Linked DNA regions of Athene noctua: region 2 is linked to region 1. A link is a contact called in public Hi-C data. All regions are on one chromosome and are shown on one strand. Each heading gives the region's core, a stretch centred on a gene start, on an enhancer-like site or on the middle of the called end of the contact. The rest is flanking DNA. Distances are from core to core; before and after follow the strand shown.

Evidence for each region. Hi-C and Micro-C count contacts between places; a contact is called where the count stands out from the background.
Region 2: a contact with region 1 is called in a Hi-C map of heart, with 4 times the contacts expected there. The contact joins the promoter of BHLHE22 here to the promoter of CYP7B1 in region 1. A contact is called at or near these places in 2 of 2 Hi-C or Micro-C datasets (heart and liver).

The regions. Positions count from the first base shown.
Region 1 is chr2:39,286,445-39,289,533 of bAthNoc1.hap1.1, forward strand. It overlaps CYP7B1 (cytochrome P450 family 7 subfamily B member 1), which reads left to right and starts at 1,430. Exons shown (of 6, transcript XM_074898899.1): 1 at 1,430-1,622. The coding sequence starts at 1,528.
Region 2 is chr2:39,425,190-39,428,278 of bAthNoc1.hap1.1, forward strand. It overlaps BHLHE22 (basic helix-loop-helix family member e22), which reads right to left and starts at 1,543. Exons shown (of 1, transcript XM_074897700.1): 1 at 449-1,543. The coding sequence starts at 1,450. The coding sequence ends at 542.

The DNA of each region.
Region 1 (3,089 bases), core at 180-2,679:
AGTAAAACGTTAGTTTCTCTTACAGTTTCCCTCTGTGCATTGTATTGCACAATAAGGGTGTCTGGTTTTTTGATCTCAGGAGGGACAGCTGATGTTTTTAAGCAGCAGTGACCAGATTCTGAGACACGTTTATGTGAGACGCATTAATTAGATTTTCTCTGATTTATACAGTGACATTTTTAAGTATGTCACTGAAATTAACAGGAACTTTTGAGGAAGAAGACACACAGCACTGCCAACTGCAAACCCTCTGATGTGAGTCAGGCCTCTAAAACTTATGAAATCTGCTAAAGTCAGGAAGGTTTTTTAGCTAAGTGCTAAGATACATTTGGATTGCTGCAATTCAGGCAAAACTTACCACGGGGCAATTCAGAAAACTGAGCGTTGTACAGCTTGTTTCCAAGATGAAAGCAATGCAGAAACCACCAAATATTGTGAAATACAGACTTTGTAATACTACATACAGCTGAGAATGAGTAAGGTACGTGAACTTGTCTGTCAGCATTCAACAAAGACGTAATTCCCGAAACTGGAGCATCTTACTTTGTCTTTCAGTGTGAATTTGTGTTAGATGGTATCTTGCAGCAGTTTCTGATTGTACCTTGTACCAAATGGCAGCAGAGGTACATAAGGTACTGCCGCCGCCCTGGTATTTTGTTACCCCCTGGCCCTGACACGCTGTACCAAACTCTCTGGACCTCTGTCCCTCTCCAACCCAACCCGCTTCCTCAAGCTGGGGATCTCCCCGTTGCCTCAGGTTTTGGTTTCTCACCTCTTCCCCTCTATAACACGCCAGAGGGGCTGGCATGGGAGGGGATGACAGAGAGGACTGGACCCCGCTTCTTCTCTCACAGCACAACGTCAAGAGCTGACCTTCGCTATTCGTATCTTGTTTATCCTACCTCAGGTTAAGTTTTATAAAGCTCTGTGTGTGTGTGTGTGTTGTGTCGTCTTGGTTTTGAAGCAGGAGACACACATCAGGTGTTTGTACCAAAGCCGAGCGGAGGTCAGAGGGCTGCCAGAGCCGCTACCCGCCCAAGCCTGGCACCGTTTGCCCTGGGGACACGCCACCGCCGCTCCTCCACCCGAGGCCGGGTCTGGGGGCGCACCGAGCCCCTCCCGGGGTGCGGGGAAGGCCGAAGGGGCTGGGAGGGAAGGGGCCGCTTTCCGGGGCGGTGGGATGACGCCGGGACCCCCCGCCCCCAACCTCCGTGCCGGGACCTTTCCGCCGGGCCGGAGTCCTTCCCGGCAAGCCGGAGTCCGGGGCTTCCCCGCCGCCGCCGGGAGGCCGCGGGGGCGGGCGGGCGCGACCCTCCCCGCGCCGGGCGCTCCCCGGGGAGGAGCCGGCCGGGTCGCACCGGGCCCGCTCGCCAAGTCCGGCTCCGAGCAGCCAAACCCAGCCCCCTGGGCTCGGGGTGGGCGGGGGAGGGCCGGCCGGCCGGGCGCCTCTCCTGCGAGGGAGCGGGAGGACGTGCGAAACTTTGCTCCTCCGGCGGCGGCGAGGTACCGGCGGCCGCCGAGGCGACCATGGGCCCCGACGCGCTGCAGCTCGGCACCTACGGCGGGGCGGCCGCCGCCGCCCTGCTCCTCTGGGCCGTGTGCCTGCTCTGCAGGAGGAAAAGGTACCGGGGCGGCGGGGACGGCGGCGCTGGGGGCGGCCGCCGCATTCCTGCACGGCCGCGCCGGGGGAGCGGGGCTGCGGGGCGGGCGCCGCGTCGCGCCGCGCATTGGGCCGCGCTTCCCTCCGCCCGCCCCTCCGCGCCGGGAAGCCCTATCAGCGCCCGCCGCCGCCGCGGCGGGGCCTCGGGGGATGGCGGCCCGCGGGCCCCGGGGCGAGCGTGGGGGCGCTGGCGGGGCCCCGGAGCGGCCGCGGCTCGGCGGGGCTGCGGCGCCGCGGCCGGGGGCGAGGGGGAGACGGCGGCGGCGGCTCCTCCGCGGTGGCCGGCGGGAGAGAGTGTGGGGGCCCGCCGCTCGCACGTGGGTGCTCGGCGCGCCCGGGGAGGCTGGTCTCGCCTTTCGTGGGTGCGTGGAAATCCGTGCTCCAAAACAAGGGGTGCGCGACGCCCGTGGCCTGGCCCCGGGCAGTTTGGCCCGACCTTTAGTTTTGCTCCAAACCTCAGTATCGCCTGTGCGCCGATATGGAGCAAAAAAGACCCAGCGCAGCACTTGAGAACCTTCCGGTGGAGTCCGAGGTGCGCAGACCTTATCTGCTGAGCCAGGGTGGACAAGCGCTGCTGCTGGGCTGCAGCATCGGCCCTCCGCTGCCGCTTCTCTGCGTGATGAGCAGCTGACAGCAGTATTACCCCTAGGACTCGGGTCATGGGCATCTCGGTGACTTTTGTCAGCGTCTAACACGGTGTTGCCTTTAGTGTCTTTCAACTGCACGGTTTAAAGCTTCACAGAACGGACACTCGTATTTTGGAACACTTCAGTAGAAGTTGCAGGTTTTGGGGGGAATGAAGTGTTGTCTGGAACTGTTCTTTTTGAATATGCTAACCTTTCCCGGGTGTTTTTCACGTGTCTTGCCAATACTTGATGCTCTTCAGGGCTTGTTTCGCAGCTGATGAATAAATACGTGTAAAGGCTCAGTGGAGGAGGAGTGAAGAAGGGGAAGGATTCACTGTATTAGTTTGTTTTGTTTTGTTTTTTTTTTTTAATCACATAACGAAATGCATAGCGTTAAATTTAATTCTAAATAGTAAACAGTTACTTTTCCTAATCATTAAAAGTTATTTCTACATGGTGTAGACATACAAATGCAAAAAAGAAACTGCACTACTAGCCTCCAGAAAAGTCAGAAAGACAAGTCTGGCAGTTTTTAGACCAGTAACCTTAACTTTGGGGCCATGTATGTAATAAATCAAATAACAGAGAAAAACAGTGAAAATTCTTGTTTTGATCCCAGAAGGCATCTATCTGGTCATGAATGTAAACAGAAATGGATTATTTCCATGATGTCTGTTCTGCAAGCATTATTAATGTGATTTGAGTTAGCCCAATCCATCCCTTAAGTGGAAGACATCCATTCCAATGTTTGAGTGGGGTCATCCCATAAGACAAACTACTTGACATGATAGCTTAGATGCGCC
Region 2 (3,089 bases), core at 293-2,792, 140 kb after region 1:
TTTACATTTCAAGTTTGTTTGTTTCCTGGCTCAGAATAATAATAATAATACTGCTAATAATAATAATTAAAAAAAAAAAATCTATGTTCAAGTGCCCTCTCTGATTTGTCCCGTCCACCTCCGCGCCCGGATCGCCGCGGCCCCCTCGCCTGGCCGGGGCCGGGGCCGAGGCCGGGCTGGGGGTCCTCTCCCCGGCGCTAGCCCCGGCTCCTGGCCCGGCATCTCCTTTGTCCGGCGGCGCGGCGGGCGCCCGGCTGGAGCGCCCCCCCCCCGCCCCCCCCCGGTCCGGGGCTTCCTCCCGGCGGCCCCGCGCCCCCTCCCCGGCGCGGCGCGGCGCACACGCTGCCTCCCGGCGCGGTCCCGTCTCGGCAACACCCGAGGAGAAGGGGGAGGCGAGGCGAGGCCGGGCGGGGGGAGGCGGGGGCCGGGCAGCGCTCAGTCCCTCCGCCGCCCCCGCGGCCCCCGGCCCGGGGCCGGGTCGCCGGCTGTCGCCGCTCCCCGGGGCCGCGGCGGCGGCGGGGGGCGGCAACGGCGGCGGCGCTTAAGGCTTCTCCGTGCACTGTTTGCAGAGGCTGGAGGAGACGCTGTTGAAAATGGCACATTTCTCGGGGCAGGAGGTGGCGGGGGGCAGCCCGGCGCTGAAGGGGTACCCGGCCGCCTGCTCGTAGGCGCCGAGGGCGGGGTGCAGCGCCGCCGCCGCCGCCGCCGCCGCCGCGGCGGAGCTGGGCAGGGAGGCGGCGGAGATGGCCTGGCCCTGGTTGAGATAAGCCACCAGGCGCCGCATCTCCTCCAGGGCCTGCGCCTGCATCAGGATGTAGTTCTTGGCCAGGAGGAGCGTGGCGATCTTGGAGAGCTTCCGCACCGAGGGGCTGTGCGCGTAGGGGATGACCGCCCGCAGCTCGTCCAGCGCGTCGTTCAGGTCGTGCATCCGCCGCCGCTCCCGCGCGTTGATGTTGAGGCGCAGCGCCTTCTGCTCCTTGGACTTCTTGCTGCCGCCGTGCCCGTGGCTGTTGGAGCAGCCGCCCTCGGCCGCCTTCAGCCCCCCGCCCCCCCCGCCGCCGCCGCCGCCGCCGCCCGCCGCCGGCGAGGCGACGCGCGGGTCCCCCCCGGCGCCGCGCAGCACCAGCTCGCAGCGGCCGTCGCTGTCGTCGTCGGGGCTCTGCTCGCCGCCGCTGCTCTCGGCCACCGAGCTGCGGCTGGCGCTCTCGCCGTACTTGACGCAGACGGAGCCCGGCGGCAGCGCCAGCGGGTCGCCGCCGACGCCGGGCTGCAGCAGCGCCTCGGGCTCCGCCGCCTCGTAGCAGGCGAGCGGCGAGGGCTGGCGGTCGCGGGGGTGGGAGAGGTCGAGCCCCGGGGGCGAGCGGAAGGCGGACTCCATGCGCTTGGCCGAGGCGGCGAGGCTCTTGTGGAAGAGGTCCTCTTCTGCGGGCAGCCCCAGCGCCCGCTCCATCGGCGCCCCGCTCGCCTCCGCCTCCGCCTCCTCCGCCCCCCTCAGCTCCCGGCCCGCTCCTCCAAGGCTCCGCGCCGCGGCGGGCGGCTCCCCGGCGTCCCGCTGGCAGAAATCGCCTCCCGGCTCCCGCCGGGGCTGCGCCGTGCCCGGCGCCGCGGCTGCCCCTGCCCCGGCTCCGGCTCCGGCTGCTGCTCCGGCGGCTGCTGCTGCTGCTGCTGCTACGGCTTCGGCTCCGGCTCCGGCTCCGGCGGCGGCCGCGGCTCCGGCTCCGGCTGCGGCTCCGGCGGGGGCTGCGGCTCCGGCTGCGGCTCGCCCTCAGCAGGCGCCGCGCTGGGGCATTGTGCACTGCCAGCGGAGCCGCTTCCACCGTTTATCTTGCTTGGATTCACCTTCAAGAGATTTCCGGACCCATCAACCAGCAGCCGCCGCAGACGGGGGAGTCTTTTACATCATTATCTCTGAGAGTAGGTTATTATGAAGAAGACTCGCCTGTTGGGACAGAGCTTTCTACCCAATCAGGTTAACGTTTTAATTAATAGGATTAAAACGGTAACAAACAATCCCCGGCGCTATCTGGCCCTGAGTCTGAATAGTTTCATTTCCCAGGTCTGAAGACAGGCAGCAGCTAGAGCTTTATAAGAGGCGCCTGCTCCATTATTCTCCCTGCCATCTGTATACACAGCTTAACGCATATGTTTGCAAGACGTTGTGTCCTGTTAGTAACCCAACAACTGCCTTTAGCTTGACATGTGTGGCGACTTTCACTCATCAATGAGCACACTAAAAGCCCTACTTAGATCGAAGGATGTTCTTTGCCTCCTTCAGCAAATTACAGCCCTGCACTGCAGAAAAGCCCGCTTCAACGCTTCCCCTTCCGAGTGCTGCCAGCAGACTTCTGCTAACTTAGCCGTGGAGTCAGGAGTGACACCCTCTCCCCCCACCCCAGCCCACCCACCCCCTGCATTTACATTAACTTATAGCCCACTCCCACCCCCACCCGTCTTCGCGACAAGGCTCTCCTGGGAAAGAAAGGAAAAAAAAAACCAAATCCAACCCGGACCAACCCGAACCGCCGTGCCCACTCCTGCCCACCGCCAAAGTCCATCTTGCTTCCCTGGGAGGCGAATGGTCCCCAGCCCGCCCCCCCCCCCCCCCCCCCAAGCAAACGGAGACCAAACTACGGGGTGGTTCCCCTCCTCCTCCCCTTAGCCCTTTTCAAGTAGCAGATTGCCGCTTTCGAGTGATTATCCCCCGTGTCCCTATAAAAAACATAAAGCCCCATCAGTTACCTTGAAAACGAACCGATCTGGGGAGGAGGGAGGGCGGGGTGAGAAAGGGCAGAACCCACCAAACTTTTTTTTTTTTTTTTTCTTTAATTGTGATTCACCAACTCTTTGCAGCTCGGTCCCTGCCTGCCTCCCCCGGGCGGGAGCACCCCGCTCCGCTCCCCAACGCCGGGATGTCGCCGCCGGCGTCGGGGCGAGAGCGGCCCCCGCGCCACGGTTACCCCGGTTACCCCGGCCCCCTGCTCTCCTCCCGGGGCTCTCCTCGGAGCCGGGGCACAGCTCTTCTGCGCTCTCCCAGAAGCTGAAGGGGCAACCCCAGGGCTGGTCTGAATTTTTGTCCCACTGCTCCTCTC